Regions from separate parts of the Mus musculus genome. Here regions 2 and 3 are each linked to region 1. A link is a contact called in public Hi-C and HiChIP or PLAC-seq data. All regions are on one chromosome and are shown on one strand. Each heading gives the region's core, a stretch centred on a gene start, on an enhancer-like site or on the middle of the called end of the contact. The rest is flanking DNA. Distances are from core to core; before and after follow the strand shown. Region 1 holds the start of Ppp1r12a (protein phosphatase 1, regulatory subunit 12A). Region 2 overlaps Gm29685 (predicted gene, 29685). Region 3 has its middle 46 kb from the start of Gm29685.

Region 1 (4,914 bases), core at 1,368-3,867:
AGATGCCATGACCCAGAGCTACAGATGAGTCCAAAGCAAGCTCAGATGGTTCACTGTTGAATCTGGCCAATTCTTTCACCATCAGTGGGACTAAATATTTTATATTAGCCCACTGTAAACATTTATTCAGGTTCTAAAACACACGTGCTTCCACCTTAAGAGTCCATCTGCCTTAAAGGAACTAAAATCCCCGCACTCTAACTTACATACAAGTCATTAGGAAATGGACATATTTGTATTTCTTCAACTTCGGCTTAGACCACTCAGTAATTAACATAATATGAAATGGTGGCTTTCTATATGTTCTAATAAAGTGTTGTGCTTATTTCTGAATGAACTATAGATCTTTCATGTTATGTTATATATATATACATAATTCTAAAAAGACAGAGCTGGTACAGGTGGCAACAGGAAGAGCTGTCTGACCTTAACAGTTATGGAGAATAAAAAGCTAAATTCAAATGAAGTCTGGACAAGCTAACAGCCCAAGGTTTGAGGTTTCTATTTTGTTTTTAATTGATAGCTTTTGGGAATTGGAATTAACTATGTTTTGTTAATGAACTATTGTCTTGTTTTTGTATTATTTTTATGTCCTGAAAGAAGTGCTTGAGTTAGAAATGGCATATCTCCCACTGCAGTCCTCTTGCCCAAATGAAAATGTGAAATTCCAATGAATGTGTATTTCAAGAGCACTTTTAATAGCAAATAAATAGACAGAATGTTCTCAGAAAACAAGGAAAAGTCAGTTTTCTCTAGGTAGATAGGAGAGCTGGTAAGAGTATACTCAATTCTTTTCTTTGATTGGGAGGGCCATATTCTGTGCATAGGGATTTTATAGTTTCACGTTAAGAAAATTCATGACCCTGCTCCATGGTGGTAGCACACAGATTTAATCCCAGCACTTGGGAGGCAGAGGCAGGCCAATTTCTGAGTTTGAAGTCTACAAAGTGGGTTCCAGGACAGCCAGATCTACATGGAGAAACCGTATCTGGAAAAGAAAGAGAGAGAGAGAGAGAAAGAGAGAGAGAGAGAGAGAGAGAGAGAGAGAGAGAGAGAGAGAGAAGAAGAAGAGGAGGAGGAGGAGGAGGAGGAGGAGGAGGAGGAGGAGGAGGAGGAGGAGGAGGAGGAGGAGGAGGAGGAGGAGGAAGAAGAAGAAGAAGAAGAAGAAGAAGAAGAAGAAGAAGAAGAAGAAGAAGAAGAAGAAGATGATGATGATGATTCAGTACCAAACACCACTGTTCTCATTGTTGTGCAGAGGTCTAGTGGTATGATCCTCAATACATTTTATGAAGATATAGATGTATTTCATGTGTGGCACACTCGTTTTGTGTTTCAAGGAAGTAGTTTTATCTTAGCTTGGATTTTATTACTATTCCTAACATTGAAATTCAGAATATTCAGTTCTATAAGGTGGTTCCCCCAGCATATTTTACTCAGTTATTCTAATCTACCAGAAAGGCAACATGCTGAAGAGTAAGAAAATAACTTTTCACTGCTGTATTCCCAGCACTGGGAGGCGGTTAGGGGCAAGGCAACTATTTTCTTTGGGGGTGGGGGGGTTCACAGTCTACAGGATTCCCAAAAAGGACCAGTGGTAGGGTTTTATGACATTATAGATCTAAAGTGTATGGGACGGGAGAGTGTTTAGAAAAGGCAAAGCTAAAATCTCCTTATGATGTTCTTTGCAACACAAGAATTTAAGAAATGGGCTCAAATAAATCGTATTTACTGTATTTTCAGAGCCTAGGAAGTCACGACTTTTTAGACATGTACTGGATAAATATCAGTCGAAGTAACTGCCTTCGTCCACATTCCTTTTGAATTCTAGACGCAGCCGGGTCTTTACTCCATAGAAAGCAATGGAGCTGAAACCGTAAATCCCTTAAAAGGTCAGGAGCAGTTAACAAGGCTGAACTAGCCCTCATGGGCAGTGCCACCCAGGCCGAAAAGCGATGGAGGAAGAAGAAATCAAAACAGGCTTAAAGACGGGGGAAAAACAAAACAACAATACTGAGCAAGCCTAAGAGGAAAGACATTTCTGCAGTGGGTGTTTGCAGGAAGCCACTGCAATTAACCGCAGGTCACCATCCCCTGCCAGTAGGCGATCACCTCGGTCAATGCCACCGGGGCCGTGGAGACGACTCCGACCCCACTTTTAAAACGCTCTCATCAGGATCGCCCGGGTTTCCCCCCGAGTTCCTCGGGAAGAGCAACCCCCACAAGCACCTAATGCACGACCCGTGTCCTCTCCATTCAAATCACGCAGCCAATAGGAAAACCCTCCGCCCCGGGCAGACGCCTCGCGCGGCCCGCCGAGCCCGGGAGGAGGCAGGCAGGTCAGCCCGGTCCCGCCTCGCCGCCCGACCCGGCTGCCTCTAGAGCTCTCGGTCCCGCCGGACGAGACAACCTTCCTTCCCGGCCTCCTCCCTTCCAGGAGCGGCCCAGCCCCCGGCTGCCAGAGCCACACCCGCTTCCCTCCGGTAGCGCCCCCGCCAGCGCTCGGCCCCCGAGCTCTTCCTGGGCCGGGCCGAAGCCGAGGCCCAGGCCGAGGCGGGAGCGCGCATGCGCACTGGGCCGCAGGGCGCCTCCCCGGCCGCGATCTCGCGAAGTTACGCTCAGCCGGGCCGCGGCTGACGGACTGACGGGCGGGCGGCCGTGCCGGGGGCGGGAGGGCGTCTGTGGTAGGAAGAGAGGCCCGCTCGGCCGGGCTCGCCCCAGTGCTCTGTGGGATACTGGAAGTCTCGAGCGTCTCCTCCCCGGCTCGCGGCTCCGCTCCGCTCCGGCCCCTCTCTCTCTCTCTCTCTCTCTTTCTGTCGCCGACGCGGTCGCATACTCCCCCCGGCGGCGTCCCCTCGCCGCCGCCGCCCCCTTCCCCCCCGCCCCAGCTCGCGATAAGAGGAGCCGGCGGCTGGAGAGGGGATGAAGATGGCGGACGCGAAGCAGAAGCGGAACGAGCAGCTGAAGCGCTGGATCGGCTCCGAGACGGACCTCGAGCCGCCCGTGGTGAAGCGCCAGAAGACCAAGGTGAAGTTCGACGATGGCGCCGTCTTCCTCGCCGCCTGCTCCAGCGGCGACACGGACGAGGTCCTCAAGCTGCTGCACCGCGGCGCCGACATCAATTACGCCAATGTGGACGGACTCACCGCCCTGCACCAGGTCTGTGTGCCCGGCGTCCCCTCATCCGGACCCCGGAACCCCGGGGCCCGCTGTGGTGCTCGCGCCCGGGGCCGGGGCTGAGGCCGGGGGGTGGCGGGAGACTCCCTGCTTGCGGGTGAGGGGGCGGCTCCGTCGCGGGAGGCTGGCTGGGGCGCGGGGCTCCGGGCCCCCCTCCAGAGCCGCTCGCCCGCAGCCTGTGCAGTTTGGGGGGGGACCCGGCCGATGTTCCTGGGCGCGGGGCAGAATGGACTGTGGTCCTCTTGGGGGCCTCCAGGGCCATTTGTGGACATGTGTCTGGGTCTGGTAGTCTGGGTCAAGCCGAGCCGGAGAGTAATGGGTTGTGCCGAGGCCCGGTGTCAGTGATAGACCGTGGGGCGGGGAGGGTTGTTGAAAAAAAAAAATCCACTAACAGGGACTCTTGGGGCAGATGGAGCCCACTGGCCTGGAGGTGGGCATTGGTGTTGGTGTACATTTTTAGGACTTGATTACAAATGAGGATGATGATATTAGTGATCCCGAACCCTTAAAGCCCGAACCCTTAAAGCCGGGTGCCCCGAGCGAACGATTTCCTGTTTTCTCCTTTATTACTCTTGGTCACTGGGGAGGGGGAAACGGGGTGTAATTAGCTAATCCGGAGTGGCTGAAAGAGAGGGGATTGGTAGTGAATCTGATAAGGGAAGTCTTCCCGAGTGGGCTTGCCCACCTCGTAACTGGAGTCTATGGGTTCCTGTACTCGAAGTTGGTCGCAGTCACAGATCCCTGAGTCCTGGCTCCTGGAGTGCACACCGGGGCTAGGGAAGATGGGAATAAACACTGTGTACTCCTCAAAGACAGTTGCCAAACTTTATTATTATTATTTTTTTATTTTTTGGTGGTGGTGGTGGGGAGGGGGAGAGAAAAAAAAAAAACCAAAGCTAATCACAACCTTTTCTCAAAATGGATGCTTTGTGCATGTTAAAGTTTTATAGTAGTCCGATTGGGATCTCTCAATGTTAGCCAAATAAGGAGAAACTATTGGCAATCCAGAGATAATGTTGCTTTGCCTTTAACAAGCCAAAAGCAACAGAACCCTTAGAGTTCTGCTTGAAAAGCAAGTTTAAAGTGCTGGTAATAGATGCCACGACAGATTCTTTCTATTTTCATATTAAGAAACTTGGAATTACTAGGAAATTTACAGTGAAAAAGAATTTTCCCGCTCCCCTCAGACTCCTCTTGGTTGTGTGGGAGAGCATAGCTCTATTTTGAATAATAGTGTGGTTAAAAACAGAGGTTGAAACCTAAGGCTCCGCACTTTGTACCTAAACTTTATTATTTTGTGCCTGTTAACTTTATACCTTTTAAAAAGACATGGTATGGAGGCATTTTCCTTTTATTGTTTCCTGCTTTAATAAGTGATGACCATTTAAAGTTTTATTTAATCAAATTCACATATCAAGCTTGGCGTAGCCTTTGTTTACAAAGCTGACTGGAAGGGCTGAAGTGCCTGACAATCTGCAGGACAGATCTGGAATTTAGAATGGCACCAAAGGAAAATATAGGGTGGTTCTCTAATGTAATGCAAAGTTCATTTGCTTACAGCTTAAGGCACATTATAAATCTAGATCTGGAAACATGGTTTTGAGAAGGAAATCACCTTCAGCATTAAAAATTTTTATCATATAACATTAAAAAAATAATCTTCTTTTTTCACATGTCCTTGGCAAGTTTAAATGAGAAATTGGTTCTGAGACACACTTAACTATATGTCAGAATAATTGG
Region 2 (4,914 bases), core at 646-3,145, 190 kb before region 1:
TGCCTACAAACCAATCTTAGGGAGGCAATTTCTCAGTTTTGGTTCCCTCTTCTCAGATAACCCCAGCTTGTGCCATGTAGACAAAACACTGGCCAGTACAATTTGTTGATTGGCATCTAAGCTAATTTCACAGTTTGAAGATTGTGAGGCAATAGAAACGTACATTCAGCTATTTCTGTAGTAAGTTGACTTTGATCTCCTGAAGGCATGCTCACCAATTTATGGGTCATGTATTTCAGGCGGATTTTTAATTTTTGAGAAATCCCCCATACTGATTTCCAAGTTGCTGAGCTAATTGTTCTCATTGTTGACAAAAGTACAACAAAGCATACATTGGTGTCCTAGTTAGGTTTCTAATTGCTATGCTAAACACCATAACCAAAGGCGTACTTGGATTACATTCTGTCATTGAGGGAGGAGGTCAAGGAAGAAACTCAAGGGAGGGATCTAAAGACCAGAACTGAAGAGGTGATGAAGAAACATTTCTTTTACTGGCTTGCTCCTCATGCCTTGTTCAGCCTACTTTCTTAAACGAGTATGTTTATGTCCAAGATTTGCAACCTCTGCAGTGAGCTAGGCTCTCCCATATCAATCATCAATCAAGAAAATGCATGTCAGACTTGCCTATAGGTCAATCAATCAATTGAATGCATTCAAATGACACTATCTTGTGTCAAGTAGACATTCAACTAATCTACGCAAATGGGAAGAAGGAATTCTTTCAACAAACAGTGCTGGAAAAACTGGGCATCTCCATGTAGAAGCAGGAAATTAGATCCTCATCTTTCACTCTGTACAAAAGTGAACTCAGAATAAAGACCTTAATGCAAGACCTGAAGCATTGAATTACTAGAGGAAAGCATGTCAAGATATAGACATAGGCAAGAACTTTCTAAATAGGGTTCCGGTAGGTCAGACGATGATAGCAAGAATTGATGAGTGGGATCTGTATCCAATTTAAAACTTCTGCATAACAACAACAAGTCAATAGAAGAAACACCCTTTAGTGTACAAGAAAAATCCATGGCAAATATTCACCCCATAAAGGATAAGGATCTAAAATATAGAAAGAAATTTAAAAATTGAAGAGCAAAAAGACAAATAATCCAATTTATTAATGGGCAAATTAGTTGACACGTTTCTTAAACTCCATGTATTCTAGAAGGCACTGGCTCAACTCATTTCAGAACACTTGGCGTCCTGTGTTATGACATAGTACTTGATGGCATAGATTCAATCACAGGAAAATATGCAGAAAGCAAGGACCAGCCAAGGTACTGACACGTGTTCTTTACACCTTTCTATTCTCTAAACAAACTTGGTTTTGTCTGATATAAAAGCAAGACATGGGAAGGGGATTTTTAATTCAAAGCTCACACTCTTTCTTCCAAAAGCATTTTTTTTTAACATAGTCACTTTACAAAGTCCAGAGTGCAAGCGAGGACTCAAGTTGCAGAGCAATTACATGGGTTTCTGCATTTGGAAACTTGGTTCCTCCAAGCCACAGAAATGAAAACAAAGCATATATGAAAAATGACCGTCCTGCTGTTCTGTGAGTGTTTGCATGCTGTTTCCCAGCAGAGACCCAGCCTCAGACTTGTGCACGCTCAGAAAGGTAAAAGACTGCATTTGAGGAACAGGACTGGAGGAATAGAGCTCATCTCTTTTGTTCCCTGCCAAGCTTACCTTGACATTTACTTTTATAAACACAATCAGCAAAGACTTGCAAAGAAATTATCCTTTCAGTCCACATCTGGAGTTTTTCTTGGCTGCCACATTTTAAACCAGCTAAGAGAGTCATTCTCTTCCATTCAGCAATAATCATTAGCAATGCACTGTGCCTTGTGTTGCATCTCATGCCTAACTTCCTTTTGGACTAGGAATGGCATCTTCTTTTTGTCACAGCAGGGTGAAATGAAAAGCCCTTTGTGTCACTTTTGTATTCCACTAACCATCCTAGTATATGCTGATGGCCATGCAAAGGGAACATGGAAGCACTGAAAACTACTTTGTTGCTGGGGTTACAGCTCATCTATTTCTTCTTTCACTCATACATTAGAATGTTATCCTAGAACTGAGTTAAGAAGGTAGAGGTATACAGATATTTCAATCTAAATGTTGTCTCGTATATGTTTAATCTACCTGTACAATTTAAAGGAAGAGAACAGACTCAGCAAAATATTCTTGGGATTTTGTTGTTGCTCTTTTAAACACTTAACCACCACTACCCCTTAAAAAAAAAAAAGGATTCAAATGAAATGGTCTGAGCCTAAGAGGGACTGGGGCTCTAATTATTTATACAAATCATATGACAATAGTGTATTCTTTCCTCTGTCATGTTTACAAAACAGTGTTCTGAAACTAAATTCACAATTTACGTGAGTGTTGCTCTGTATTCTCTCTGGGTGGTTTTTGTTTTGTTTTGTTTTGTTTTGTTTTATTTTGTTTGCATTCTTACCCCTCAGTAATTTAGGCACACCTTCAGCTACCAGAACTCAACACAATTTGTTCCCATTTAACATTACTCCATCCCATCTGCAGACACCAAACCCAGACACTGTTGCTGATGCCAAGAAGCACTTGCTGACAGGAGCCTGGTATAGCTGTCCCCTGAGAGACTCTGCCAAAGCCTGACCAATACAGATGCAGATACAGGGACCCCAGTGGAGGAGTTAGGGGAAGGACTGAAGGAGCTGAAGGGGTTTGCAACCCCATGGGAAGAACAACAATATCAACCAACAAGACACCCCCCCCCCTTCTCCCAGAGCTCCCAGGGACTAAACCACCAACCAAAAAAGTACACATGGAGAGACCCATGGCTCCTACTGTATATGTGAGAGAGGATGGCCTTGTCCGGCATCAATGGGAGGGGAGGCCGTAGGTCCTGTAAAGGCTTGATTCCCCAGTGTAGGGGAATGCTAGGGCAGTGAGGTGAGAGTTGGTGGCGGGGGGGGGGGGGTAGAGCCCTCATAGAAACAGGAAGAAGAAGTGATGGCATAGGGATTTTTGGAGGGGAAAGCAGGAAGGGGGACAACATTTGAAATGTAAACAAATAAGATAACCAACTAAAAAAAACAAGATTACTAAAGGATAAAAGGATTGAGTGCTAGTCACACATAAACCCATAGAGACGTTCCCCTTCCTGATTTGTACTGTGTTGTCATGTCAGCCAAGCTCTGTTAGCTTAAATACTATATTATAATTGTAGAACACCTACATAATACAGAGTGAAGAGTTGTGGTCATAGTTCTGTTTACTTGGCCAATTTAGAAACCCAAACAAGGTCATTTGAACTGGTTCTATGGGTCTTTCTGGTTTTGCCCAACTTGGTTGAATTTACCTTTTTGTACAGATCCTCCCATATAGGGAAGAATAAGAGACCTCTGTAAAATCATGCCTCAGAATAAAGAGGTTGTCACGGATATGTGACATCTATACTCCATTTATTAATGTCAAGAATTTGTCTTGTATGGACTCCCAAGATCGATAATTTCATACAGATGGGTAGGAGATGTTTATATCAGTTACACTTCCAAGGACTTGAAGCAAATAGGATGGGATATGAGGAAAGTTGGAATGGAATTGAAGTCTCAGCACAGGCCTCAGTGTGTTCCCTAGAGTCCCCAGAAGGGCTGTCCCCTCACATCTGAGCTGAACTAAAGCAAGGAGCCAGGCCTCTGTGTCCATTTTTATTTCATATCTCCACCCAAATCAACCAGCCATAGAAACTATGCTGCTTCCAAGAAGGAAATGAGGAGGGAATTGGGAACAAGCTCTCTGTACCCAGCACTTCTGATCCCCAAGGGAACAAGGTCACTGCTGTGACAGCAGGTTCTGCTATAAAGTATGAGCACAGAGAGAGGACTCTGGGGGTGGAGAATGGAGAATGCAGGGACACAAGCCATTCACCTTGTCTTGCCCCCAAAGTGTCCATCGGTCCTGGTACTGCCTTAAAGGACCAAGTACACACACACACACACACACACACACACACACACACACACCTCTTAAAAAACTGATTTTAAAGTAGATGTGTCATGTTGATGGAATCATTTAATAATTATCTTATTCCTTTATGAATCTACAATTCTTTTGTAACAACACTTCATATTGAAAAGAATTTCCATAGGATAAAACCTTATTTTCTTTCATCAGTCTTTCTCAAACTGGAAAGAGAATATCCTTAGGGTGTGTGTGGGGTGTGTGTATGTGTGTATGTGTGTGTGAATATGTGTGTATATAGGTGTGTAAACATGTATATATGTGTGCCTCTCTATATACATATATATATGCATATATATGCCTGTGTATACATCTATATATTTGTATATACATATGTGTATGTATGTGTATGCATGTATATATGTATATGCATATCTCCAAAAAGTTTATACATGTTTCACATTTAAAACATAGTAGAAATGAAGAAAACATTTGTACTAAAGAATGAGAGACATGAGGACTTAAATCTTGCCTGTATTGAGCCTTGGAAACTGCTCTGTGGGGGGGGGGGGGATAAATACATGAAAAGTTTAATTTTAAGATAAAAAAAACTCAAGGATCTTTTAAGAGACTATTTTTAAAGGGAAAAAACCCAAAACTGTCACATGCATGAACACCTACACTTACCTGTCCAGACACAAAAATATATATTGAGGATTAAAGGTATGTAGATAAATATGGAACTTGCTGGCTGAGTATGAAGGTGCATGTCCACAAATCAGGACAGTGAAATGACAACATGGACAATGACTACTAACTGATAGGAATGGTCACTATAAGGGGCCTAGACATTTTATTATGACCAAGAACAAACCAACAGAAGTATACAAACGTAGGGGAGTTGAATTTGTTACTTTAGAAAATCCATTCCGTTTTTTTACATTAAAAAAAAATCTCTCTTTATCGTTTATT
Region 3 (4,914 bases), core at 1,445-3,944, 170 kb before region 1:
TTCCTGTTTTGTTCTCTGCTTCCTGTCCCTACCAAATGTGAACTGAGCTATCCTCCCAAGTCTCTCCATGAAGACAAATTGAAACTGTGATTCAAAAGAAATTGATCCTCCCTTAAGGGATTTTGGTAAAGTCAACAACAAAGGGAGCTAATCACCTAGTCAAAGACTTCTCTTGCCTCCTCTGCTGATTAGAAAGCCGCTGATTAATTCACCCAGGTGTTTTCGAAGATCAGTGTTATAAAAAGAGTTGGTTCCTTGCCTCTTACCTCTGTATTTCCCTCACAGCACGCAGCTGTGGCTTCACACCTAATAGCACTGAATAATTTCAGATGAAAATATAAATGAACACTCAAGAGTTTTCATGGTTGTAGCATAAATCTAGAAGGTAGGCTCAGTCAATAGGTGAGAAAAATATCAGACTGCCTCTAAGGTAAATTACATTAAATTTAAAATGCAAGCCATAAAGCCCAATCAAACTTGAGTGTTCAGAAGTAGCATTTAGTGAGTGTTTGCTGTCAACTGTCCAGAACATAGGATCTAAAAACTACACTCACTGTTGGCAAAGGTTTGAAGTGGGGTCGGGTGGGGGTTGTTGGATTAAATCCAGTGCCTCATTTATACACTTTATCACTGAGCCGCATACCTTACCCCTGGTATGTATATTTTTAAAATACAGGACTTCCTATACATTTAACTATTTCTAAGTTCTCAAGTGAGGAATGTCATGCAATAAGCATCTAATGAATGGCAAATATGTTCAAGGCGGACATTCTGCTGGTAAAAGGTGAACAGGACTTACAGTGATGCTTTCATGGATCTTGCTTCCTAGCTGCAGAGCTCAGTGGTGATATAGTTGCTTTTTAAATGAATTTTATGAAAAGAAAACGGAACTAATTGGAAGAAACTTGCATGGTCAAAGAAATGCCATTTAAACTAAGCATTGTAAATTAATAATAATCAGCCATAGGATGAGAAGAGAGAATATTCTGGCTGAGGGGAAAACAAGTAAAGAGATGCTGCAGTCAGAAACATAAGAACCACAAAAGGAAAAGAAAAAGAGTGGAGGAGGAAGAGGAGGAAGAAAAAGAGGAAAAGGAGAAGGAAGAAGAGGAGGAGAAAGAGAAAGAGGAAAAGGAGGAGGAGGAGGAAGAGGGAAGGGAAGGGGAGGAACAGCTTTTAGCTAGAGGTCAGAGAGCAAAGAAAACATGGTGAGAGGTTCCCTACATGGTGGGTAGGAGTCTCATAAATGCTTTTAGTATCTAAGAAACAATGAAAGCTGAAGTGGGTATGACCAGATTTCTTTCAAACCACTATGTCTGTGGTCAGGAGAAAGGAAGTAAGGGTGGGCTCAAGAAAAGGATCGCCCGGAAATTTCTCCACGTAGTCAAAATAAGCGAGAATGAATCTCTAAGTAGACAAATGAGATGGGTCTCAGAACCCTTAAAATATAAATCAGTAAGTCAATAATAAATTGAGCATAGAGTGGATGGATGAGAAGGAATAAAAGCTGATTCCCTTTCTTCTGGCTGATGACATTCACATATGGAACACGTGAAAGAGTCCTGCTTGGGCGGAACAGTAGTAAGGCCATTTGAATGGTACGCAAGCATAGACTACATAGCAAGTGGATGGTTGTAAGTGTAAGCACTAGGGACACCCACATCCCTAGTGTTGTCCCAAAGTCCCAGAGCTATTCTGTGAGATGGGTTCTATATATTCTCTATTTGCCAATAAGCAATGTGAGATACCAGGAAATAGGTCAACTCTTCAGCCTCACAGAGAATGTACAATAGAGTTCTCTGGCCACATTGGGCAGCCTGATTATCCTAGAGAAGTTACTCAGGAACATTGTAGATTTGTCAATTAATGGATTCACAGGTCTAGAATTTGTAAGTCTGAAGAAGAAGAGAGAGGAAAGAAAAATACTAGAAATCTTTTTTTAGGAAAGTTGATTACGTAAGAGAACAGAAGGTTGCATTTCAGAATAAAAACATGACTTGATCCTTAGAGACCAAATGTCCTTTCACCAGAATTTTTTAAAATTCGAAAGGGAACAAATCACTGAACCCTTCTCAAAGGATTTTGTGTTTTAATACAAGGAAGACATCAATACCACAGGATTCTGCCTATAGCAACTCGAGCATGGGGCTCCTATATTAAGCTTTTCTCGTCATTAGTATTGTTTCCTTAAGAAACGCATCATTTGCATGAGATGTCATTCTGTCTCTCACATGAGGACTTAAGACACTGCTTTCACAATAAATGATATGAATTCAACACGTAACCAAGGACTTCATATTTCACTATGTGTAGTATACTATCCCCCCTCACAGCCTCCAGATAAACATGCTATCATAAGAAAAATAATTACATTTATTGAATTATGTTCGTAGATGGAGAGCAGAGAGGGAAAGCTGTCCCCTTTCCGCGTTCTATTTCTGGCAAGCATTCAAGAGCCTTCACATGAGAAGGGAGGACGTTGAGAAGGGAGGACATTGAGAAGGGGTAATGAGAAAGAAGAGTTCCAGAATGAGGAGGTGTGTGACTACCTTGAGTCTTCTTCCACCCAGATATTCTAAGTACTTAGAATTCCTCATATGAAAAAAAAAAAACCTGCATATGCATTCCACCCACTCGCCACCACAAGAACTAAAAGAACTCAGAGGCATTCAGAGGCATTCGGCCTGTGCTGACTTGTACCACACATTTTATCTAAACTCTTCTGGTAACAGCAACCTTCCCTAGGAGGAGCAAGCTGTATTTGACCAAAAGAGAGAGCAAGAGACTCAGCAGGAACTTCTTAAAGTGCTTTGAAAGCAAACATTTGGATTGTAGCCAAAGAAACCCACTCTTTCAAACCCAGGGGCTCCCCATTTTGCCTTTCACTGAGCACTTATTCACCAGCACACTGCAACTACCAAATTTTCATCACACAATTATTAATGTCCTCTGATAAGTAGGAATTGAATATTCAGAGCTAATACAGTTTGTTTTATAAAGAGAACAACCCTGAATACCAAGTCTGTCCAGCATTAGATGGAAGAATATATATGGAGAAGCTGAGACATGTATGCATATATATTACTTGAAGCCTGATGACTGAAAAGAATTCTTATTTTTCCAGATCTTTTTTTTTTTTGAAGTTCAATTTTCATACACTTCAATTAAGTAAAATTCCAACACTTTTCTTTTCCTTTCCCTCTATCAAGTCCTGCCTGTCCCAGGTTCCATCCTTACAACCTTTGCCATGGCCTCCGGTCTCAAATTGATAGCCTCTTTTTCTTTAATTAGAATTGTTACATTGTGTATGTAGGCAGAAATGTATAAATACAACTTGATGAGTCTGTTTCTATTGTTCGTATGGATATGGTTTCAAGGCTGACGACTTTGTATGGATAACCGCTAATTCTCTCCCAGCAGCTACTAGTATCCTATAGTACTTTGCATACAGGTGAGACCCCATGAAATTTCCCTCCTATCATATTAACACATCTATTGATACTGCCCCATTGTTTCAGTCTTGTGCATGCAACCATCTCTCAAAGAGACTTGTTTCACAGCAGAGTTCCTGATAGTCTGGCTCTTAGAATCTCTTTTGCCCCCTCTTCCATGATGTTCCACAGACACAGGTGCTGTAGCGCAGATGTCTTCACTGGGGCTCGGCTCCTCAGCACCCACTCATCTCTGTATTGTGTCCAGTTGAAGTTTTCGATGGTAGCTCTATTAGCTGTAAAGAGAAGCTTCTTAGAGGAAGGGTGGTAGCTATAGCAGAGGGGGTGGCTAACCAACAGTGTCCGTAGGTAGCTATAACAGAGGGGGTGGCTAACCAACAGTGTCCGTAGGTAGCTATAGCAGAGGGGGTGGCTAACCAACAGTGTCCGTAGGTAGCTATAACAGAGGGGGTGGCTAACCAACAGTGTCCGTAGGTAGCTATAGCAGAGAGGGTGGCTAACCAACAGTGTCCGTAGGTAGCTATAGCAGAGGGGGTGGCTAACCAACAGTGTCCGTAGGGTCAGAGCTGAAACTCAGCTTGCAGGTTCCCAGATGGCATGGGGTTGAGAGAAGGGAAGGATTACTTTTTTAATCTATATTAGCATTTTCTCCGTTTGAAATGGGAAAAACAGGGAGGGACCACGTGAGAGTAGAGGAAGCAGAGAAACAAAGCAGGAAAAGATTGGTTCATTCTAGCACAATAATTACAGCCAGTCTGGATCATTCATTCTCTGAAAAAAAAAATTCGTAGAGTTGTAAAAATGGCTTATGCCCCGACCCCAACTGGAAAGAACTAAGAAAGTGGCTGGTTTCCATAAAATACTAAACTTGTTACTAATTTCCAGTGGATTTAAACACTTTCTAGCAGTTTGGAAGACAGTGAATTTTAGAAAGTTACCATCAACTATGTTAGTTTATGTGGCCCTCTGTTCACTGTTCATAAGATCAGCATAAATATTCTCTTAAGGTTACAATATTTACTATCAACTGGGCATCTCAAAGGCCTGAGCTCTGAGACAAATGTTCAGACTGTCATTATATTAATTGTGGATGGAGGGGGACTCCTGACCTCTATGCTTGGGGAAATGAGAAGAGATTAGTCCAAGGAACTAAATCAGAGCCTTAGGTACCACTGACCCTTTCCAAACTGACTTTTGATCAATGAAGTATTTCCTTTAAAGTATAATCAATAGCAATGACCACAGAGTATGGGCCACACAGTTGCTAGCTTCCCCCTCTATAACACAATAGGAAGGAAAGAAACCGTCCTATTTAGTGAGGATTCTGTACTCTTGGACTTATCAAGGAAGAAATTAGCCTTCAAAGGGAAATTAGTCATTCTTAGTCATTCTTGAGCTGGTTTATTTTAATAATAATTCTAAATGTCCCCCCAAACTTGGCATTCTAGAAATAATGATTCAC

Evidence for each region. Hi-C and Micro-C count contacts between places; a contact is called where the count stands out from the background. HiChIP or PLAC-seq counts read pairs in DNA pulled down with a chosen protein or histone mark.
Region 2: a contact with region 1 is called in an H3K4me3 HiChIP or PLAC-seq map of neural progenitor cells, with 18 read pairs. The contact joins the enhancer-like site here to the promoter of Ppp1r12a in region 1. A contact is called at or near these places in 5 of 39 promoter capture datasets (the C10 cell line, the HPC-7 cell line, hematopoietic stem and progenitor cells and 1 more), 2 of 15 datasets of contacts at CTCF or cohesin (CD8 T cells and the NIH/3T3 cell line), 3 of 484 Hi-C or Micro-C datasets (the N1E-115 cell line, embryonic fibroblasts and nephron progenitors), 12 of 115 datasets of contacts at active chromatin or transcription factors (SST interneurons, bone marrow-derived dendritic cells, bone marrow-derived macrophages and 8 more) and 2 of 9 other capture datasets (adipose tissue and pancreatic islet).
Region 3: a contact with region 1 is called in a Hi-C map of cortical neurons, with 3 times the contacts expected there. The contact joins the enhancer-like site here to the promoter of Ppp1r12a in region 1. A contact is called at or near these places in 4 of 39 promoter capture datasets (the C10 cell line, the HPC-7 cell line and hematopoietic stem and progenitor cells), 2 of 15 datasets of contacts at CTCF or cohesin (CD8 T cells and the NIH/3T3 cell line), 5 of 484 Hi-C or Micro-C datasets (cerebral cortex, cortical neurons, embryonic fibroblasts and 1 more), 6 of 115 datasets of contacts at active chromatin or transcription factors (bone marrow-derived dendritic cells, embryonic fibroblasts, embryonic stem cells and 3 more) and 1 of 9 other capture datasets (adipose tissue).

The regions. Positions count from the first base shown.
Region 1 is chr10:108,159,481-108,164,394 of GRCm38.p6, forward strand. Ppp1r12a (protein phosphatase 1, regulatory subunit 12A) reads left to right here and starts at 2,618. Exons shown (of 25, transcript NM_001368736.1): 1 at 2,618-3,156. The coding sequence starts at 2,920. It overlaps Gm40754 (a long non-coding RNA gene), which reads right to left and starts at 957. Exons shown (of 4, transcript XR_872014.2): 1 at 1-957.
Region 2 is chr10:107,970,041-107,974,954 of GRCm38.p6, forward strand. All of the region lies in intron 5 of Gm29685 (predicted gene, 29685), which reads left to right. Among named protein-coding and RNA genes, the nearest start is that of Gm29685, 26 kb to the left of the region's middle. Within about 2 kb of position 1,896, at least 10 of the 459 cell types and tissues checked have an H3K27ac peak or open chromatin away from gene starts, as enhancers often do. A contact at or near this core is called in neural progenitor cells and neural tube, where this site is marked.
Region 3 is chr10:107,990,152-107,995,065 of GRCm38.p6, forward strand. No RefSeq gene overlaps it. Among named protein-coding and RNA genes, the nearest start is that of Gm29685, 46 kb to the left of the region's middle. Within about 2 kb of position 2,695, at least 14 of the 459 cell types and tissues checked have an H3K27ac peak or open chromatin away from gene starts, as enhancers often do. A contact at or near this core is called in adipose tissue and cortical neurons, where this site is marked.